Regions from separate parts of the Zea mays genome. Here all the other regions are linked to region 1. The links are chromatin contacts, called in public Hi-C maps. All regions are on one chromosome and are shown on one strand. The core of a region is the stretch at or near the end of the contact, and the rest is flanking DNA. Distances in the headings are between cores, read along the strand shown.

What was found. A called contact is a pair of places that touch in the nucleus more often than the background predicts.
Region 2: a Hi-C map of endosperm shows a contact between it and region 1, with 3 times the contacts expected there. The contact joins the promoter of LOC100383246 here to the promoter of LOC118476691 in region 1. A contact is called at or near these places in 4 of 25 Hi-C or Micro-C datasets (bundle sheath, ear, endosperm and 1 more).
Region 3: a Hi-C map of endosperm shows a contact between it and region 1, with 4 times the contacts expected there. The contact joins the promoter of LOC100382414 here to the promoter of LOC118476691 in region 1. A contact is called at or near these places in 2 of 25 Hi-C or Micro-C datasets (ear and endosperm).

Annotation. Positions count from the first base shown.
Region 1 is chr3:124,994,496-124,999,153 of Zm-B73-REFERENCE-NAM-5.0, forward strand. It overlaps LOC118476691 (cationic amino acid transporter 1-like), which reads right to left and starts at 2,473. Exons shown (of 2, transcript XM_035966291.1): 1 at 2,028-2,473; 2 at 400-1,919. The coding sequence starts at 2,427. The coding sequence ends at 517.
Region 2 is chr3:124,843,103-124,847,291 of Zm-B73-REFERENCE-NAM-5.0, forward strand. LOC100383246 reads right to left here and starts at 2,077. Exons shown (of 6, transcript NM_001175907.1): 1 at 1,854-2,077; 2 at 993-1,142. The coding sequence starts at 1,020.
Region 3 is chr3:125,204,999-125,209,684 of Zm-B73-REFERENCE-NAM-5.0, forward strand. LOC100382414 reads left to right here and starts at 2,670. Exons shown (of 7, transcript NM_001175157.2): 1 at 2,670-3,007; 2 at 3,094-3,158; 3 at 3,274-3,317; 4 at 3,412-4,409. The coding sequence starts at 2,750.

The sequences.
Region 1 (4,658 bases), core at 1,223-3,722:
CAGTACAAATAACTTTAGAATCTTCACTATAGAGCTTCTTTGTACTTAGCGAAAATAACTAATACATTTATCAATGAGAAAGACGAAGCAATTCTAAACACGAATGAACAGCGCACAAACATATGGCATCAATAACTGTTGTTGTTGGAGTATGCGAATGTTCATAGAATATATAAGCGTATACGAAATCACTTCGAAATTCAACACTGTGAACTTAGGGGGTGTTTGGTTTCTATGGACTAATGTTTAATCCCTTCATTTTATTCCTTTTTAGTTTATAAATTGCTAAATATAGAAACTAAAATAAAGTTTTAGTTTCTAAATTTAACAATTTTTGAACTAAAATAGAATAAAATGTAGGGACTAAACATTAGTCCCTAGAAACCAAACACCCTCTTATTAAGCTAGCAGTATATTTCTTTGTACATGCACGTCGACTAATCATATATAGATAGAGTAATAACAGATAATTTCATTAACCAGCTAAGCTCTAAGGCTACTTAGTTTAAGTTTAGTTTAGCCGAAGCGGCAGCCGCCGTCTGCTGTGTTCGCGGCGGTAGGCTTGCGCGCACCTTCCTCCACCCGTGCTGCCTCGGTCTCGACAGCGAGGGCCTTGGCCGTGTCGTAGGACGCGTGGAGCCCCACGAAGAAGTAGTAGACGAGCAGCGCCGCTGTCCATATCCAGAAGCGCGTGAAGGAGGCGCCGTCGATGGAGCCCAGTAAGAAGATGTTGATGAAGATGGACGCCGACGGTAGCCATGGCACGAGCGGCACCCCCCACATCTTGGGCGCGCGCGCCTTGGGCACGCCCCATTGCAGGTACGCCGTGGCGGCGAGCCACGCGGCGCAAGTGACCACGTACACCACCCACCCGCCGCCACCGGAGGTCGTCATCCCCCAGTACGCGGCGGTGGCCGTGGACGAGGCGACGATCACGGCGAGGCACGCCACGAGCCTGTTGCGGTCCGAGGCCGCCGTCTCGCCAGAGACGTAGTAGCGGCGGACGAGGAGTGCGATGGCGACGAGTGAGAAGATGAAGAGCGTGGAGATGGAGAGCAGGTTGGAGAGGATGGTGAGGTTGGTGAAGAGCGCGATGACGGCGGTGGCCACCATCATGACGATAGTGGCGTAGACGGGGGTGCCGAACCTGGGGTGCACCTGCGCGAGGCACGGCGGCACCATATGCGTCCGCGCAATGTGGGTCAGGTACCTGGCCTGCCCGACGGCGCTAACCAGGAGCACGGAGGTCATGCCCTTGAGCGCGCCGAAGGCGACGATGTACTTGGCCCAGTCCATGCCAACGGCGGTGAAGGCGACGCTGAAGGGCGCGTCGGGGTCCATCTCGGTGTAGGGCTGCATGAGGCAGAGAACGAGTGCCAGGAGGCAGTAGATGATGGTGGTGAGCGTCATGGCGCCCATGAGCCCCACGGGGATGTCCTTAGCGGGGTTCCGCGTCTCCTCCGCCATGGTGCTCACGGCGTCGAAGCCGATGTAGGCGAAGAAGAGCACGGCGGCGGCCGCGAACACCCCGCGCGCGCCGAAGGGCGCGAAGTCGGCGGTGAGGTTGGCGGCATTGGCCTTGGTCAGCCCCGCCACGACCACGAAGACGAGGACGGCGAGGTGCAGGATGGAGAGCACGTAGTTGAAGCGCGACGAGCCCTTGGTGCTGAACACGGCCAGCGCGCAGATCACCGCCGTCACCGCCACCGCAATCGGGTCCAGCTGCGAGTAGCCCTCCGCGAGCGCGGCGGCGTGAACGCGGAAGTCGTCCGGGTGGTGGTTCAGAAGCGTCGCGAAGTACGACGTCCACGACCGCGCCACCGCCGCGCCGCCGATGCAGTACTCCAGCAGGATGTTGCCCGCCGCGATGAACGCCATGAAGTCGCCGAGCTCCACGCGGAGGTACGCGAACGACCCGCCTGTTAATTTCATCGCATACAACACACGATCCGTAACACGATCAAATGACGCGATCCGTAAAGCTCGCTGCATGCATCGACTCATATGTATGGTATGCATGTACGTACCTGCGACGGGGATCTCGACGGCGAACTCGGTGTAACAGAATACGGCGAGCATGGCGCAGACGCCGGAGATGGCGTAGGAGACGACGACGGCGGGGCCGGCGGCATTCTTAGCCTCCTGGCCCGTGAGCACGAAGATGCCGGAGCCGATGACGGCGCCGATGCCGAACCAGATGAGGTCCCACCACGTGAGCGTCCGCCGCATGTCGGCGCCGCTCCGGCCGCGGACCTCGTTCACCTCCGTGTCGTCCATGGACCGCGTCGTCACCCGGTCGCGCAGCCGCGGGCCCGTCTCCAGCAGCGCCTGCCCATACGCCGACCAGCTCCGGAACGACTTCTCTGGGAACAGCGTGCCCCCGCAGCACCCGTCGATGTCGACGTCGCCGTCGCCAGACGCCGCCATGGTTGAGTGGAGGAGGGAGGCGGTTACTTAGTTATGTTAGGGTAAGGGTGTTGATGGATCTGATGGGTCCACGCCACGGGGGTTGTGGCATTTTATAGTGGCGCGCCACGCGCGTGTGCGCGATCTCGGCCGTACAGTCCTCCCCCATCGCCATCGGCATCGGGTAATTTGCAACTTGCAACACGCGTCGCGAACGAGATGCGGTTGCGGTCGGTGGCAGACTTGCAGTTGCGCGCGGTCGAGCAGGTGGGCCCGCTCGCCTGTAACGAGATTCTGCTGCGGATTCGTGGATGAGATCATCTGGTATAAAGTGGGCCACGTGGTCCGCTTTCATGGGAAGAGGATCTGAATCTTGGAGAATCTGAATATGGGCCGAGGTGAACACGGCCCAACCATTCTATGGTCCATGGAGTTGTTGGGTTTACTTTCGCAACTTCTAGCGACGAGAAATCAATTTTCGATACGCACTGACACTAGCGCGTAACTTTTACATCGTGACTTCACCGTGAGTTACACGAAAAGCGCATTTCTCATTGGAAAGCAAGATACATGCCCCCTATAAAACAATTAAGATCATCTATAAAAACTCCCCAGAAGTCTCCTCTAAATCCAATTTTTTAGAAAAAAAAACACAAAAACGTGTCTCCAACAGTTCCACTAAATTGCTCCCAACTTTTTCATAGTCCTTATAACTCCTAATTTGTAGCTGCAAATGAGGGTTTTTAGGCTCCCCAGAAACAATCTGTCAATTTAAGGGATCTGTTAGAGAAATGATTAAAATCTACCCCCACTAATTATTTAGATGTCCCTTAAAACTGATATTGAGAAGTCGTTTCCTGCAGAGTTCTAAGGATGTGTTTAGAAGCAACCATTTTCTAAGAAAACTGTTTTTTTAGAAACTAGAGTGGTTTCAAAAATACTAGTTTATGTCCCAATATATAGAAAATGGTTTCTATGTTTTTCAAAAAACAAGAAGCTAGCTCTCCCATTTAAAACCATTTTTTGTTCATTTAATTACGTCATGTCCTTGTTGATTTAATGAAATTTACATCCCACTACATTTAAAAATAGAGGAAGCAAGGCCGTTCCTAGAGGGGGGCAAGGGGTGCGGTCGCCCCGGACACCGGTTCCGTGAGGCCCCACCTCTAATAGGCTAGATCAACAACGTATTACTCTACATATTCGGTATTTATTTCGATCTTACATGTAATCTTTGTGATAAATAATCGATTCGGTGTGATTGATCCACATAGGGCACACAGTGATTTAAGTGTCTCGTCTTGTCGTGGCAATAATTAGGGACACTCGAATTATCCCCATAACAAACGCACTTAGAGAAATGAGGACTAAACTCCCGACGGGTGACAGCTGAGCCACCTATAAAAACCGAGACATCTCCCCGAGATTCTCCCACCTCGAGTAGGGCTCCGCCTCGCCCCGAGGTCGCCGTCGCTCACTCCGCCTCGCCCGAGATTGCCGCCGCTCAGTCCGTCTAGCCAGAGCCAGCCTCAGGCAGATAAGACAAGGGCGCCCAAAAATAGGTAGGGGACATGTGCATTTAATGCATATGCCAACCCACGCTGCAGCAGCGGAGCACAGCGATGGACAAGACAGTGATCACGTCTGGCGCAACAGCATGAGTACGTCTACACTACAGTATATGCACGTCGCCTGCCACCCTCTGATGGGACGCCAAATACGACAAGCCGAGCGGACTGGCCTTCGGGTGCAATCTCTCCGCCTCGCCCAAAGCAGGATCCAGCCCGCGTTCACAACCTCTCCGCCTCGCTCGACCCCGAGTCCAGCCTTCAGGCGATTTCTCCTCCTCGCCCGACGTCAAGTTCGTCCCTCGAGCGAATTCTCTGCCTCGCCCGAGCTCGGCCTCGCCCACCAACTACGCCACGAATCCTGCATACGGCCACTCCGCCTGACTGTGGCGCACGTCAAGGGACGGCTCGGCTAACGCCTCGGGAAGACTTCCGCCTCTATCAAGCAGGGCCTCTAATCTCGATAAGCGCAGCAGGGAATCTCGACGTCATCACGTACTAGGACACTAATGCACCCCGTAAGCAGCCTTTGGCCCATACCCCGTCGCTTTTACAACAACTACGACATGGGCGGCCTCTCCCTCGGGGGCTCGGGCATACGGACAATCCCTCGGTCTCTGCCTCGGCTCTCTATGGGAAATCAGCAGGTGCGGGTCAACAGCACAGTTCGTTGTCACGTCGGCT
Region 2 (4,189 bases), core at 827-3,326, 150 kb before region 1:
CCTTGATTTGCAGCAGCCCTTGCTCAACCTTCTGGAGCGTGGCTTGCATCTTTGCGAGATCAGCCCTTATGTTGGTCCACAAATCCCCCATCGATGGATCTGGTGATTGTTGAGCCGTGGCTGCACCTAGTGACGTCGCCCATGGGGACGGAGACGCCGTCAACGAAGATGATGTGATGAAATTTGGCGTTATCCCTGGGGATGGGCACGCCGGCGTCCAGGATGTGGTGACAAAATTGACAGACGATGCTGCCCATGGAGATAGGAACGCTGGTTGCCAAGATAGCATGACGAAGGTGGCATGCGGCGCAGCCCATGGAGATGGGGACGTCGGTTGCCAGGACGGCGTGACGAAGGTGACATGCGGCGCTGTCCATGGAGATGGGGACGTCGGTTGCCAGGATGACGTCGCGAAATTGGCAGCAGAAGCCATGGGATCAGATCGAAACCCAAGCTAGCTGATACCAGATGTTATGGTCGCTAGATCGGTGAGGGATTAGAGAGGTGTATCGATGGGCAGGAACACCGGCCGGGGGCCTCTGCCCACGGCCGAGCAAGAGGAGGGTTTCTCCCTTCTAATTCTTGTCTGCTTTATTTCTCATCCATTGTTTACATAAATAGGCCGGTTGGCCGCCCCTATCTACATAGACATCCTTATCTCCTTTAAACTCTCCTAAAAACTCTCAACAAACTACTAACTGATAACCTTCCTAGATAATCTCAACTAATCTACTAAATAATCTCAACTAATATTCTAATCTTATCTCTAACTATCCTTATCTAATCCCCCTTGGAGGGCCTATGGCTGCTGCTGCTGTAGCCCCTCTGTGGGCCTCCTTAAGCCCTGACAGCAACACATACATAATTAAAAATTCTCTACAGTAATTCACAGCATAGAAAAAGGTGGCATACGTTCCATATACAATACACCATGCACTACTCTAGTGTTAGGGTGAAATGACATGACACAGCTTTGGATGAATTAAGCATACCTGAAACGCTCTGAACAACAGAGGTCATGATTCCTTCCTTTGCAAGGCAAAGCACACAATCAGGACCAAGCAGGGAGAAAAGCCACACTAACTGCAACTAGTCATGTGATATCTTCAGCTCTTCGTGGATGAAGGCACACATAAAGTTTCCTGAACACAAGCACAAAGCTCGTCAGCAACCTGCAGCCCATGGATGAAGCACGCCAAGAACCTAAGTGTGAGGAATCTCAGAGACCACAAAACTTGTTTGTCAAAAACCAGATACTGAACCTCATTACGGCAATAAATTGATAGGAAATAATTCAAACGTGTACAGGAGAAAAATAGTACAAGTTCTGCAAACAGCAAGTCACACTCTACAACTTCCTGCCTCCCAAGTAGCTCGGCAGGCGTCACGATCCACTGGCGGTTCGCAACTGAGTGAATTCCCCTCGGTTACCGTGCGAACTTGAACCGTCTGTTCGGTACGTGAAATTCGTGCATCCCAACTTCCCAACAGAAGCCCAGCAGCGGCGAAAGCATTGCCTCATTGACTCCTTGTTATAATTGCCACTGCGAGAATACCCAAGCGGAAGGACGCCAGGAACGGGGCCCATGGGCGTCGAATGGAACCCTAAGGTTTCCGGAAGACAAACCACGGCGCCTCCGCACATCGGCGACGGGATTGGTATCGCGCGGCGAACTGGAGGAGCCAGACACGGGTTAAGGCGGAATTGGATTGGGCAGGTGGGGCGGCAGGGAACAAGCCTACGGCGAAGTGTACGGGGAGAGCGAATTCTCCGGATTGGACGGGCAAAAGCGCAGGGAACCTACAGAGAACACTGTGGAGGCGGCGAGGATGGGGCGGAGACGAACACTCACCGACGAGAGGAGGATCGAGCGGACTTGGACCCAGAGCAGATCCAACCGCGCTTGGAGGTATGAGGGCGGCGCGCGGACGGAGCGGGAGGACACGGGCGGCGGCGGAGGGAGCAGGTGTTGGTCGTCGGGGCGTGGCCGACGGCGTGGCGACTGGCGACGACGGGATAGTTTGGGTCTCAAATTTGAGAGCAGGGGTGGAGGGGAAGAGGCTGGGTGGTGGCCGGTGGGGCCTATCGCTGGTGACCTGCATCAGAGTGGTGGCGTGGACCTGGATGCATCGCAGCCACAATCTTCCTCTAGCCAATTTATATATTTTTTCTAATCTCCCTGTGTCTTTATTCAATTATCTATTAGATTACCATTTGGTACACTTGTTGTAGCCGATTTAGCCGTATATGACAAGATAAAATGTTCCGGGACTAAAAATATATTTTAGGTATGTGGATTTACATATCCTATTGTTGGTTAATTATCGTGAGTACACCTTTTTAACTTTAATAACGTCACCCTCGTCAAGGCTATGCCCACAAAGCAAATCGTACATACTACCATGCAAAACACCGTTTTGAATTTGAAAATAGAAGATAGAGATAAAAAAAATTGCTGGACATAGCCTTAGGCTGTATCTAACAAGTCGTGTATATGGTCATATGAAACACGATTTTACATTATATATAGTATTGTTTTTAAAATAAAGTTTAAATAAAAGTTCGCATAAAGGACGAGATGGAAAAGCCGTTGGATCCGTTGTCACTTCACTTCATCACTTGTGGCGTGCACCAGGCACCAGCAATCGTTTGAATCCTGCGACACCCCACCACACCACTAGATGCTTCTAGTACCACCGCGCGAATTCCATGTAGTTGTTGGCTAAAAAAGGGCTTGTGCTCTCTTGCTTTATTTACTACCGTATCATTTTATAGTAACAGATCGATAATTCCGAAATTGAGCGCTCGGATCCATAGCACTGGGAGTAGAGATGGCAATGGGGACCCGATCCCCGATTCCCCGCGGGGAATTCCTCCATTAGGGGACGGGGATGGGGAAATTTCTTCCCCCACGGGGATGTAAATGGGGAAAATTCCTCCTCCGACGGGTAAACGGGGACGGGGATGGGGAAGCATTCCCCATCCCCGTTCCCCGCGGGGACCCGTTAAACTTACATATGACAATGTTTTTATATAATAGTTAATAATAGAAATAAATAGTTATATTTACAAAAGATCACTAGTTGTACAAATGCGTTCATTTTAATGTATACATAATGATTTTTACATCTAACAATGTGTATAAGTGACAATGTTTTACATTAATAACAAATGAAGTACGATCTAATTATAATTTAAGCGGGTACGGGGATCCCCGATGGGGATTTATCCCCGCGGGTAACGGGGATGGGGAAGAAATGTCCCCCGCAAACGTTCGTGGGGATCCCCACGGGGAAAATTATTCGTCGCGGGGACGGGGATGGGGAGCTAAAACCCGACGGGGAATTCCCCGTTGCCATCCCTAACTGGGAGCACCCTCATAAAATTTTTAACATTTTTATCATTTTAATAAAATACAGTCTGTTGGATTCGCTTTAATCCATATCGGTTTTTAATGTAATGTTTTATCTTTATACATTACAGTTATTAATGTTTTAATCCAAAACCAACAACATGATACTCGGTCATACCCTAGCTAGTGAAACTATAGCAGCGGATCATGTCTAAAGAGTGGTGTTAATAATAAAGTGCTCATTCGGTCCGTCCTAAAAAGAATGGAAATCTTGTTTTACGGCAGGGCAAGGCGACCTTTACCAAAGTTGTTTTGGCAGGTAGTGGAGTGGGCGGGAAACCTCGCGCGGGCACGTGATCCCGGCCGTCTGCTTGCGCGGGGCCAGATGGGCGGTGAGCGGGCGCCCCACGAAGCGCGCGTGGTGGCCGGTGGGCCAGGGTGCTCGCGTGACGTGTGGCTGGCTGCGGAGTGCGGACGCGTCCCGCTCGCTCGTCGCCGTCGCCCGTCGACGTCTCCTGTCCTGTCGTCTTCCTTTGCGATCACCCCACCCCTGTCACCTGATACCAAACAACTGACTACTAGCAGTGATGGCCAGCACATGAAACGAGTTATTTCGAGTAGCGGTTGGGGACAGAGAATTCCCACGTCGGACAATACGAGCATATCTAAATGGCTCAACAAGCCAAATTTTAGTTATTCAATAACAAAATAACTTTTCAACAGACTAGCTATCTGACTCGCCAAACTATCCGACTCTTTAAATTGGCTCCCTCACTAGCTAAATTTGGCTAGCCACCTGACTAATCAAACTAGATAGATAATCTGTTCGAATGAAT
Region 3 (4,686 bases), core at 1,420-3,919, 210 kb after region 1:
AAGGACTAAAACAACAAAGGTAACGGTTCGAAGCCCCCCTCTCGGTCAGCTTTATATAGGTAAGGATGGAGCCACCGAAGTGTGAATCGAAAACAGCCAGACGACGGTCGTTTCAAATCCCGCACGCACACGTGCCACAAACGGTCGGCTGACCGGCAATATGCCCCATCGCATTAAATGACTGTGTCCCTTTCGAGGAAAAACGCGCCGAGCACCGTTCCGCATTTCGCCTCAAAAGGTACGCCCTCTACCCTCGACTACTCTACCTTTTATACTCTCGGCAATCGAACTGGAAAGAAGCGTCTTCTGCCTCGGGCAACCCCTCTCGAAAAGGGACCAGCGAATCGGAAAAAAGTCATTTTCTGCCTCGACATGTCACTCTGGGAGGGAAAAAAGGCAAGGAAAAATATTGTTCACAGGTTCAAAGGTTCGACCCTCAGCAGGGTTCAGATGAACCGCCTTAGGACTTCAGGGCTCCGAGCCCAATACTAATCAGGGGTTCGAAGTTTGGCCCCTCGGAAGGGCTCCAAAACCACCTCAGAGCACAGAGTCAGGGATGACTATAAGTACGCCCGTACATGGCCCTAGCTCGGGTTGCACCCGAGGTACCTTAAGACATATCCGAGACCCCCGAGAACGATTCGTGACGGTATCACGTCATAGGGAGGCATTGAGCCCTCGGACCCCATCGAACGGATCTAGGACCGGGCGAATCACTTGCAAGTACCTTTTGGGGCATGTCTCCGGACCTCAAGCTGACTCCGATCAAAAGGAGCTTGGACCCCCGCTCGGATCACCCGTTAACAGCTCAATGGAAACTACGCCATCAATCCCGCAGACGGTCACTCCGCCCGACTGTGGCGCACGTCAAGGGACGGCTCGGCTAACGTCTTGGGAAGACTTCCGCCTCTACTAAGCAGGGGCTCTGATCTCGATAAGCGCAGCAGGGAATCTCGACGTCATCACGTGCTAGGACGCTAACGCACCACGTAAGCAGCTTTTGGCCCATACCCTGGTGCTGTTACAACAACTACGACATGGGCGACCTCTCCCACGGAGCTCGAGCGTATGGACAACCCCTCGGCTCTCTACGGGAATTCAACAGGCGCGGGTCAATAGCACAGTTCGCCGTCACGTTGGCTTGCAGACGCCAGGGCGTCTCTCCTTCGAATACAACACTCGGATTCGCTGCGGACACCCCCTTCGTGTATAAATAGGGCAGTGGTCCCTCCAGTGAGGAGATCCACAACACACGCAGACGAACGCTCACCCCTTCACTTTGTCTTAGATATTGGCACTTGCCTCAATCATCTTTAGGGACTTGGGGACTTCCCCTCTCACGCCGTGCTTGTAAACCCCTACTACAAACACCACGATGCGAGTAATATAAGCCTCATCCCCTCTACTGGAAGTATGGCCTTGTGTTGCCCGAACCAGAATAACTGCTTGTGTCTTCTCGCACACCATCTAGAGTCGGCCACGCGACATATTTACTAGTTGGTTAAGGGCCCACGGTCCAAACATCGACACGTCTCCCATCACCTAGCAACTTCTATGTGGCATCACCTATTAGCAAATCGCTTCAAACGAGTTTGCGATGTGTGGGCGTCCGGCGTCCCTGAGAGGAAGGGTAGACTAGCCATTGTGTATTCAAAAAACAAGAAATTGGTTTCTTAAAAACTAGATTCCAAAAAACACCCTCACCATTTTTTTTCATAAACCAGTTTCTAGAAACTAGTTTCTTAAAAATTAGGTTGCTTAGACCCTAAGTGACTAAGTAAAATGACATGATACGTGGGTTGTTTGCCTCAAAAATAGTTGAGGATATATTTTTTAAACTAGTATCAATTAGTCACTTTGAATACTTAATTAATTCATATAGTAATTATCATATGAAAAATAGATAAGTAACATGTAGCAAAAAAAATGTATCCACCTAGCGTATATTTAAACACATCTACCTTTGTGCCTAAAGTAAACCAATTTTAAAATCATCTACGGTCGAGATATCTTAAGATCGACAAATTTTATAGGAAAATCAATATCATATACACACCAAATAAATACTTCTTCTATTTTGAATATTTTTTTCCTAAAAATGTATATGTAGCTTTTACTGTGTGTTTACTAATACATATGTCTAGGTACAAAGTAAATATATATACATCTAAAATAGATAATATATTTTGTAATTTGAATGGAGAGTATATAAAAATACTCCCTTCATCCTAAAATAATATTCATTTCAGCTTTTATTTTTATGTCTATATTAAAATAGATGATGCTGAATCTAAACATATATATAAATTAAATATGAATCTATTAATTTCTTAAAACTAATTTTAATTTGGACAAAGGAATAATACTTCATCACGTACGAAGTTTTCCTTTTAGAACGGAGTGAGCGACTATATAACATAGGTTAAAGAAAACCAGTTAGAAGAACAGCGGCTTTATACTCCTGTCCGCCGAATGACAGTGGACCCCACTGTCGGAGCATACCTTCGTGCCCTTCCAGAAGCTTCCCCGCCCGGCCACCCAACACTCTCCTACGGCTCGCCGTCGCGTGGACCACCCATCCCCTCACTGACCGCACGGACCCGCTCAATCCGGGCCCGTACGTCATAGAATCTCACGCGACTAAACGACCGTGCTCCCCAGTACGCCCGTCACTGTACCATGCCACTCCACCGTTCCGACATCCAAGGCTCCAAGTATAAACCCCGCGGCTGCAAACCCTAGCCGCCCGATGCTCTTCGTCCCGCGCCAAGTCGTACTCGCCGCCTCATCACAGCCCCGCGCCGCCGCCTCTTCCGCCATGGCCAAGGAGGAATCCAAGAAGGAGAAGAAGAAGGCCAAGGCCAAGGTGGCCAATGGAGCCGCCGCCGCCGCCGCCGCCCCGGTCCCTGGCGCGAGGGCCGCGGTGGTCGCCTCCGTCGCCGCCTTCCTCGAGTCCGCTGGGCTCTCGCGCACGCTCGTCGCCCTCCAATCCGAGGCCGGCCTCGAGGTACCCTCTCCCCCCTGTACGTTTGTGGTGTTGCCGTTTTGGTGCGCTGTTGCTGAGGCGCAGGATTGGGGAATTTCTGGTTCCAGGCCGGTGCGTGGGGGTCGTCACAGGTGAACTTGGAGGAGCTGGTTGCCAGATTCTTAGAGTCGAGGTACTATTTCCAATGATCATTTTACCTTTGCCACATTGCTTCGATTGGTGAGTGGCGTGTGCTGTTTACTAGCACAGTATGATCGGTTACTGATGCAAATTTGGATGTCGAACAGCAATTCAACTCGGGCGGCTGCCATTCTGGGAAGCGATGAGCAAGGTAGCAGCTTTGTTTGTTCAAATTGTTGTCGTTTGCCTTTGATCGATACCTTTATTTACTTTTGGTTCCCGCTGACTGGAATTCACTGGCGCAGACAAGGAAAATGATGATATAGCAGGAGAAGTTGGCAAGGAAAAAAAGAGGAGCGGCACAGAAGCCGGTGAGCCTGAGAGCAAGGCGATCGAGCCTTTAGCTGAGGAAAAGCCGACTGAAAATATGGACGGTGAGGCTAAAGAGAAGAAACAAAAGAAGAAGAAAGACAAGGGTGACCCTTCAGCTGCGAATGCTGCTAGCGAGGGAACAACTGAAATTGTGAAGAACGCCGACCAGAAGGACGATGAGGCCAAGGAGAAGAAACAGAAGAAGAAGAAGGACAAGGGTGACCCCTCAGCTGCGGGCGCTGGCAGCGGCGAAACAACTGAAACAGTGAAGGAGGATGATCATAAGCTTGATGGCAAGAAGAAGAAGAAAAACAAGAAGCAGGGAAAGGATGATGATGTCGAAGCTAGGCTGGAAAAGGCAGAATTAGCAATACTTAACAAGTTTGAGGCAGCAGAAAAGCTCAATGGAAGAGAGGTAGAACCAAAAGGTCAGAATGACAGTGCTGATGACTGCAGTGGTGCTGTGGAAAGGAAAAAGAAGAAGAAAGAGAAATCATCTGCCGGGACTTCAGAGAAGACTGATGCAGGAAGTGCACCTGCTGAGGCTGATGGTGCCAAGGGAAAGAATGGTGCTGTAGAAACAGTCAAGGATGATAATGAGAAAAAGGCCAAAAAAAAGCGGAAGAAGTCTAACCCTGAAGAAACTGTTCAGGTGGAAGGTAAAGAGGCTGCAGGGAAAGATTCAGTCCCAAAACAAGATGATGCGAACAAGAGTGTAATGGAGATTGAAGAAGGTAACCAAGGGAAGTCGTCAAATGAAAATGCAGTTGCTGGCAAAAAACGGAAGCTAGAAGAAGTTGAAGGAAGCATTCCCCCTGTGACTGGGAAAGAAGATTGCACAGCCAACGAAAGTCTAAGCAATGGTTTTGCAGAGGATAAAAAAGAAGAAAGCAACACAAAACCAAGCAAAAGGCAGAAACATTCATCTGAGGTATGCAGCTTTCTTTCTTGCTTTCTAACTGTTGGTCTATATCCCTTTATTTTTGCACTTTGTTTCCTGTAGTTTAATAACCTTAGGAGGCGTTATCCATAATTCTTAGATCCTGTTTATACCAGATGCTTCATTCACTACTAGCTTCCTTAGCAACTTGCTTTTTGCATTATGGTTCAGAAATGCATCCACAATAATTGGTCGCCGGTAATGATGTCCACTAGCCTGAATTCACCATGAGGATGTTGAGAAATTCATTGCCTGAGATTTTGGATCC